3 separate regions of the Zea mays genome follow, and all the other regions are linked to region 2. The links are chromatin contacts, called in public Hi-C maps. All regions are on one chromosome and are shown on one strand. Each heading gives the region's core, a stretch centred on a gene start, on an enhancer-like site or on the middle of the called end of the contact. The rest is flanking DNA. Distances are from core to core; before and after follow the strand shown.

The links. A called contact is a pair of places that touch in the nucleus more often than the background predicts.
Region 1: a Hi-C map of ear shows a contact between it and region 2, with 2.0 times the contacts expected there. The contact joins the enhancer-like site here to the promoter of LOC103654573 in region 2. A contact is called at or near these places in 2 of 25 Hi-C or Micro-C datasets (ear and tassel).
Region 3: a Hi-C map of leaf shows a contact between it and region 2, with 3 times the contacts expected there. The contact joins the promoter of LOC100282710 here to the promoter of LOC103654573 in region 2. A contact is called at or near these places in 6 of 25 Hi-C or Micro-C datasets (ear, leaf and tassel).

What each region holds. Positions count from the first base shown.
Region 1 is chr4:213,833,224-213,835,923 of Zm-B73-REFERENCE-NAM-5.0, forward strand. No RefSeq gene overlaps it. Among protein-coding and RNA genes, the nearest start is that of LOC100192463, 36 kb to the left of the region's middle. Within about 2 kb of position 1,403, at least 18 of the 20 cell types and tissues checked have an H3K27ac peak or open chromatin away from gene starts, as enhancers often do. A contact at or near this core is called in ear and tassel, where this site is marked.
Region 2 is chr4:213,609,365-213,612,064 of Zm-B73-REFERENCE-NAM-5.0, forward strand. LOC103654573 reads left to right here and starts at 1,395. Exons shown (of 1, transcript XM_008681418.2): 1 at 1,395-2,308. The coding sequence starts at 1,569. The coding sequence ends at 2,087. LOC100282521 (NFU3) reads left to right here. Exons shown (of 4, transcript NM_001155429.2): 1 at 1-223; 2 at 315-405; 3 at 1,075-1,385; 4 at 2,315-2,700. The coding sequence starts at 137. The coding sequence ends at 2,506.
Region 3 is chr4:213,738,443-213,741,142 of Zm-B73-REFERENCE-NAM-5.0, forward strand. LOC100282710 (retinol dehydrogenase 12) reads left to right here and starts at 1,409. Exons shown (of 8, transcript NM_001155617.2): 1 at 1,409-1,782. The coding sequence starts at 1,605.

The DNA.
Region 1 (2,700 bases), core at 153-2,652, 220 kb after region 2:
AAACTGGAGCGAGACGGTCAATAATTACACTTTTGCCGAATGCAAAAAAAAATACACACACAACTTCGATGGTACCAACTACGATAAATATAATGAATGAGGAAAAAACAATCAAGAAAAATAGAAAATTTTGTAAACTTTATTCTTGCTAAGTGTAGGTAACATACTAATCTGCAATGAAGATTAATGTCAGGAAAGAAATTGAAAAGGCTTAGAGCACAACATATAACGTGCAACCAAAACCGACTGCAAATTTGAAGTTACGTGATCATACATCATACACAATGATTGCGTCACGGGTGATACAGCTGTCCAGGTTACACATTTTGAGGCCGCGATCATCACCATTCCGAGGCCGTATGGGAGCAAAACAAACTACTCATATACGGAATACTACGGGCCAGGAAAAAAACGAATTAGGCCCCGTTCGGCCTAGGAAGGCTTCCAGGCCGGAAATTGTTCCAGGCAAGGAAATATGGACCACTCAATCCAGCCCAGTATTTGATTCGGATTATAAGGGACTAGGATTCCTATTTGGCGGAGGAATGAGAAACTTTGAACAAGACCGCTTTGGTTTTTAATTCGGGTTGTTCCGTTATTCCTATTATACATAGATTGATGTGATTTGAAAAAATTTAGAAAAACTTTAACTTGCTTGGGATTTAATACCACCCATTCCATATAGATTGAGAGCTAACCAAACAAGCTCTAAGGGAGAGGAGACATGGCCAGATTTCAAACTGGATGATTTTTTTTCACCAGAAAAGAGGCCTGGAACTAGAGGTGCGAATTCGGGTTACTCGAAAATTTTAGGTCTGATAATTCGTGTTTTTTACATTTTAGGTTTTAGAAATCGGTATCCGAAGTGTACAGAAATAAACGGGTACCTAAAATTTCAGGTACCTAAAAAATCAGGTGGTTCGGGTAATTCCAATTTATTCGATCACTACACTACAACGGGTGTCGTTAATTCAAGGGATAGGGGCACACTAGCTAGCTTAGCTGGCATAGAGAAGAAGTGGGTGGTCATCGTGGGGCGGCGTGAGCGGGGACCGGCGGCGGGCAAGCGCCTGCTAGAGCTGAGTTGTCGGCTGACCGTGTTCAAGGTGGACACCGTGTTGGGCAGCGTGTGGGCGAGCCCTAGCCTGCACCAAGCTGCAGACGCCATGACCCATGTACTACCAGTACCATTACGCCGACTTCCTATGGCCGGAGTGCGCGACAAAGGCGTTCCCGAGCTATATTTCAGGTTACAACATCAATAGCACAAATAATATATAATAATTTCGGGTTGTTCAAGTAAATCAGGTTCAGATAGATCTGGTACAAGTTCAGGTTTGGTAATGGATATCGGGTTTTCTACCCACTCCTAACGGGCAGAATAGACAGAAACAAATGAGGCCTTAAAGGAGCTAGGGTCCCGGAGATTCATTGGGCCCATAGACTAGTTCTTGTCGAGGCACATCACCCTGTTGTTGTATTTTTTTTATTTTTGTATTCTAAAATCAATGAAGTTTCAATTCTATATCTCGACTTCTATAAATTACGGCTTTCGACGGCCGTCTCATGGGAGAGAGAGGCAAGAACCATTTTGTAAATTATTTATTTTTGTTTCCAAAAGCATGTTAATGTCGCTTGGAAAGATAGCGCCAGACGATCTGTCGCTCAGTGTCCAAGCGGTAGAGAGCTAGCTACTTCATGGGCGAGTGGCAGAGAGACCGCCACTCGATGGGTGGCGGTAGGTCCCCCATTTATATAAACTCTCCCCTCTCTCATTTGTGTTATTTGGATCCTTCAGAATCTAGAGAAAATTTTGCGAGGGTTGTGGGGGTTAGGGAGCTCTGAAGCGACAAAGCTTTGCTCGATTTTTTGCTTGTCGTAATATTGATTATGTTAAAGTCTACCAATTTTTTTAGTTGATATTATTATAATTCAGATATATTTTTTTTCTAAATTAATTATTAATGTTTATTTAATTTCTTAGTTTGTCTTACTGATAGAATTAGTATGACATCGTATATTGTAGTATTTATTAGGTATTTGTAGTTGGATTCAATAATTCGTAAAATAGATCTTTTCTTTGTGTTTTTGTTTTATTGTTTAGGTCAAGGGGTAGCAGTATTTGAAGGAATGCAATTGTAATTGAACGACATGCGATAATATTAGATTTAACCAATTTCTATTTATGTTGTCACATGGTGTAAACGATTTCCTCCTTGCTACTTGAGCTTGACGTGAAGGTGTCGTCATTATTGGAGATCATAATCTTCTTCTTGGGCTCTCTTGAACTCTTTGTCTTTTGCGACTTCTTTGAGCCTGAGTGGACGGACTCTTCGTCCTTCTCCTTGTCATCCTCCGTCAGGACCGTCTTATTCTTCTCGGATTGTTCCCTTGACACCACTTCAGGTTGTTATACCCAAAATAAAGTGTCAGGCACTGATACTAATTGAAAGTCTCCTACAGGGGGTGAATAGGTGAAACCTAAAATTTTAACTCAAACAACAAAATATAATCCGAGAATTATAACTTTAAATGTTAGAACACGGGGGATTAGATAGGAGTAAGTATAATTTCAATACTTGTGATATGTTGCTAACAAATATAAGTGCGGGATGAACTTTAGTGACAATGTAGGATGTAAACGAAGATTAGTGCAAGTAGAACTTAGAGAGGAAAGGGCAAAGCAAATCAAAGAATAAA
Region 2 (2,700 bases), core at 145-2,644:
TCACCTGTCCAGCTGTCCTATTCCTACCTCCAGCCACAAAGACGAGCTCCACGATTCCACCCACACCGAATCTTGACGGAACGATTCCACCAAGAACCGCGGGCAACAATTCACACCGCGCTTCTCTTCTCCAGCGATGCAGACGACGGCGGCGGCGGCTGTGGCATGGGCGCCTGGCCCATCGGCGTCCACCTCGTCATCGTCCTCGCCGTCCACCTTCAGGGTAAGGGTTCCGTTACCCCCTGTGGCTTTTCTCGAGGGGCCTTTTCTCGCCTGGCTCGGTCCGGCTGATTGGTTCTCGATTCGGTGCACAGGTGGGGGTTGCGTCGACGGCCGTGCGGGCTTGTTCCGCGCCCAGGCTTGTTGCGTCCTCCGCGCCCCTGGGCTGTCGACGGCTGCGACAAGGTCAGTTCTTTGTTAGCCCTGGTTCTTTTTCTCTCCATCTTTTGTTTAGGTATTTTATGGCTCGGTAGAAAACTCTTTCAAGCTTACCTTGCTTTATGGATTGGATTGGTGTTATATGGAGCTGCCTCAAGGATTGCTGGGGTATTTTGTAGAGGAAGAATTATCTTGCCGCATATTGTGGAACGTTGATGGTTTAATCCTGTAATCATACTGTGGCAACATCTGCTAAAAGGAAAGAAAAACTGTGTTATTACAAATCCCACGTTCAGGTGTTAGGATTGAAGACCAGCTATCTATTGCCACATAGTGATTGTTTGCTTAGGTTCATTTCTAAGGATAACATTCCAAGATGATGAATCTGCTAATATGTAGTTGCAAAATATCAATGGTGTGCAAACAAAAGCTAGAGTATGCCTTGCACCTATATATGATACCTTCTGTCTTGGGAGCGTAGTTTCCTATTGTTCGTGCTGTGTTATGATTATTATCTAAGCATATAAGAGTAGAAAGTTAACTGTTTTGGTACAATCTGGAGCATCTCCTGCAGTGATTGAGTTTAGGTATCAGGGCATTCCACAATTCATACTGTTTGCTTGTATTTTCTGTCTTAATTTATTAAGATGTAACTGTTTGAGTAACTGCAACTATAACTGTGTCCTGCTCTAGCAGTGGTTCAAGCTGTTGCCAATCCAGACCCTGCGATCGAGCTTCCATTGACTGCTGAAAATGTTGAGATGGTGTTGGATGAAGTAAGGCCGTATCTTATGGCAGACGGAGGCAATGTTGCGTTGCATGAGATTGATGGGAACGTGGTAAGGTTAAAGCTGCAAGGAGCATGTGGTTCATGCCCGGCTTCAGTAACAACGATGAAGATGGGTATTGAACGGCGCTTGATGGAGAAAATACCAGAGATTGTTGCAGTTGAGCCCATTGCTGATGAGGAAACTGGCCTTGAGTTGAACCAAGAGAACATTGAAAAGGTAAATGTTCTATTGTTGGCCAAATATTCTATTGGTAAAAGTCACTTGATTCTTATGGATTACTGAAGTAAACCAGGACTTATTTTGTTGGATTTTGATTAAATGGAATGAATTTTCCTTGAACAAAATCAAATTCTTCTGAAATATGTAGTATACTTTGTAAATAAAATTCCTAGTTTTCTGATGAGTTGTGCTTATTTATTTCTACAATGTCTTGACTGCATAATGATGTTATTATCAGTTATTTTTACATTTAAGATCCATCTCCTATGCCAGTTTGCTAGGCTTAAATTATTCATCTTTACCTATTATATATATTGTGGAGAGTTCTATTGCAATGGTAGAATGCTTTACTTCATTTATTTGGTTGGTAGGAGCAGGTCAGGACTTTTCAGTGTAGTTGCACTCATGCAGTGTTGTTTTTCTGGTTGTTTGTTTTTTGGAACCTCGGGTTCTTTAGTTGATTTCCATTGTATGAACGAACTTGTCTTTTATATCATAACAACTAGCTTCTGTGCCCCTGCCTTTGGACATATTTATGTTATGGCAAACAATTTAGATTTTGCATCCTTATCTTCAGTACGTGAAGTAACATCCTTTCAGCTATCACCTGTGCTACAGCGGTACACCGTGCACCCTTTTCGAGTGATACAGGAAGTGATGTTAATCATGCTATCATTAATAGGAAATTCTGTCTGCTGAGTGCTGATATGGTGACCATCAATGCCTAGTTTTTGTGATTTTCCAAGTTCACTTCGTATCTGTAAGATCAAAGCAATAAAGAAGATATGGTGACCAACAAGCAAATCTATCTTGCCCTTAACGCTTACTTTGAAAACTAGCCTCAAAGATTTATAATTTCTATTTTTCTCATGGATCAGTATTTTTTAAGAGCATTGAGAAACTGAACATGTTTTCTCCTGTATCAGGTACTTGACGAGATTAGGCCATACCTTGCTGGCACAGGAGGTGGCGAGCTCGAGTTTGTCACAATCGAGGAGCCTATTGTCAAGGTTAGGCTTACAGGCCCAGCTGCTGGTGTGATGACTGTCCGAGTAGCATTGACTCAGAAGCTCCGTGAAAAAATCCCTAAAATTGCAGCTGTCCAGCTTTTGCCATAAGATTAGAATCTTTTAGAAGCCAGGCACCAGTCACAGTTGATAATGTAAATGCACTACCGCAATAAATTTAAGGAGTTGTAATGTGTAGCCTGCTGAGCATTTAGCTCCTCTTCAGCGATATTATGATCATCGATACACAATGTTCAAGTAAAGGTGTTGGTTGGATTTGTAACCAGAGTTTTGGTTTTTGTCTG
Region 3 (2,700 bases), core at 159-2,658, 130 kb after region 2:
TCTGCACTAAAATGGATGCCTAGGACGCATCCGAACTCCGACTACGACGGACTTGATATGGTTGGAAAGATGAGAATAATATATAACCAATCCAACTGGTCCCACCTTAAAGTTCATCTAGAGTCAATGACAATCATCGAAACAAGTCAGCGCTCATATTCTATTTTGGTGCTGCGACACCGTCTGTTGGGTCGTGGGCCGTGTATTGTGTTGGAGCCCATTAGGGGTACCTCCAGGGGTTGTGCATGCCCCTAACCTCTATTTTAACAGCAGCTGCTGCCACATCAGGGTTTGGATTTTGCTTAGATCATATCTGTCATCGAACATTATCACCTTCATAAGTTTGTGAGACCCCACTTCGTGATCAATGCAGTTTTGATTGTGTTCTTTCTGTTCTTGCTTGTGTTCTTGATTGCGCTTCTAGGGATAAGACTTCGTGGCGAGGTCACTCGTGTGTTGCGAGGGATAACTAATGTAGCAGTGGTGTAGTGATTGCGAGGATCCGTTCGCTCGGAGCCTTAGATCATTAACGTCTAGGCAGGGCGGCCGACCCTAGGCAAGCAGACCAGGGAGCCCCCGCACTTCATTGGCACAGACACGTTCCAGGAGACGTCCATCATCGAGGTCACCCGCTCCATCACCAACCACCTTCGCGATGTGCTGAAGGCCTTCTTCCTCGCCTCCAAGGTGTTTGATGAGATGTGTGTGCCACATCGATTGGGGTATAGGAAAAATATAGAGAAAACTGTTGTGGAGAGAGGTAATATAGTGGGAAAAATATTGCGGATGTGGCACGGAAGTATGAAATCGTTGAGACAGTCTTAGGGGTTGTAGTCAGTCTGATCATCTATCTGCATCCGATGATTCCATCCGCACACGTCCGCGCCGTAAGCAATGTAGGCCGGCACCAGCAACGTGCCAAAATGAAATGCAGACCGAGAGGGTGCCTGTTTGGCAACGATGTTTCTTAAAACTATGGTTTTACAATACTAGACTTTGCAATTATCATGACAATACCGTAGTTTTGACTGTTCCAAAAATACTATGGTTTTGGGAAACAATGTTTGGATACAATATTGTAAACCATGATACTAGACAAAAACTAGGTATGTCATGAAAACTTTAGGTTGGAGTAGAGTTTTCAATAGTCTAAAAATACTATAGTATATAGAATAACATTGATTTGAAAACATAATTTTCAGAAATACAACCAAACACCTCATATCATAAAATACTGTTGTATTAACTAAAACCATAGAAATTGTAAAAATACTTCACTCCCAAGAGACCCTCAGCGTCAACCTAACCCGGCGTGTGTGTGGTATGGGTTAGCATAGGCTTAACCGGTGGGGACAAGCCAGGCTCAGATGCGGCAGAACATCCGTCGAGGACAAGCCAGGCTCAGATGCGGCAGAACATCCGTCGACGTCGCCGACAGGCGACACGAGGCTCACGGCTCACGGCTCACCAGTCACCTCTAGGTCTTTTCCAAAAAAAAAAGAAGCCCCTCCTATCCATCCCTATCCCTACCCCTACGAGTATCCAAGTCCAACCAGCAAGAGGGGAGGCGCTGCACGCAGGTCACGCGGCGATGGACATATGCGATGTTTGAGCAGGCGGTGGCAGATTTCTGCTGGCATGCGAGGGAAGTAGTGTCGTCAGGGATGGGGCTCTGGGGTTGGCCGTGGGGGCGACGTGGGCCGTCGGGCTTCGGCTCCGCGTCCACCGCCGAGGAGGTCACCGCCGGCGTCGACGCAAGCAACATCACTGCCATCGTCACAGGTCGCCCGTCCATGGCTTAATTTTTTCTCCTCTTTTCTTTGACTGAAGCACACAACAGCCATGAATGGTTTCTCTCTGGCCTAACTTTCATTCCCCCAGTCGTCTTCAAGCCTGCAAAGAGTTGTAACACTATATTGATTTTATGACACAAGACTTCATAAAAACCGTTGGCTAGTTGTATCCGTTCCTGAATAGTGTCATAAAAACTGTTGACTTCATAAAAAAACACTAGACTTCAATAAAACTGTTGGCGGCCGTGAAGGGCGACGAAAGACTAGAAAACAGCATGTCAAGTAGAAATTAGGCCCTATTTGGGAGCTCCCAAATCGGTTCCTTTCAAGCAGTCTAAAGAAGAGCTCTTAACAAAGAGTACTGAGGAGCTGAAGCCAAAAAAAATGACTCTTAGCGGCTCCTCCCCTACTCTGTATCTTGCCCTTTTCTCGCATCAAGAGAAGCTAAAGCCAAATGATTTGTTAAAAAAATACTAACTCCTATAAAAAAATCTACTCTTGAAAATAAACCAAACCTGGAGTTATTTTTAGATTATCCGGAGCTGTGCCAAATAGGCCTTTAGTTTTCAGTTTTGGGGCCTTATTCTTAGATATATCTTCCTTTTAGGGCAGTAAAAAACTCACATAGTTTCGTCGTGAGAGCAAACCAACAGCCTCACAGTCTAGTTAATTTCAACTCATTCGTAGTACTAGCAGTTGACTAGTTGTATCCGTTCTTGAATAGTTCAGTGTTTTCCCTGAATATCATAATAGTTCAGTTTTATGACACATGCTTGATGAATATGTTTGTGCTGGAATTTACTTTCGTCAGTGCTCATTGATCGTCATTCGGAAGGACAAATTCTAATATATATGTCTACTTTGTTCTTCGGATTAGACTGTTTCCAGCAGATTGTGGATATTATCG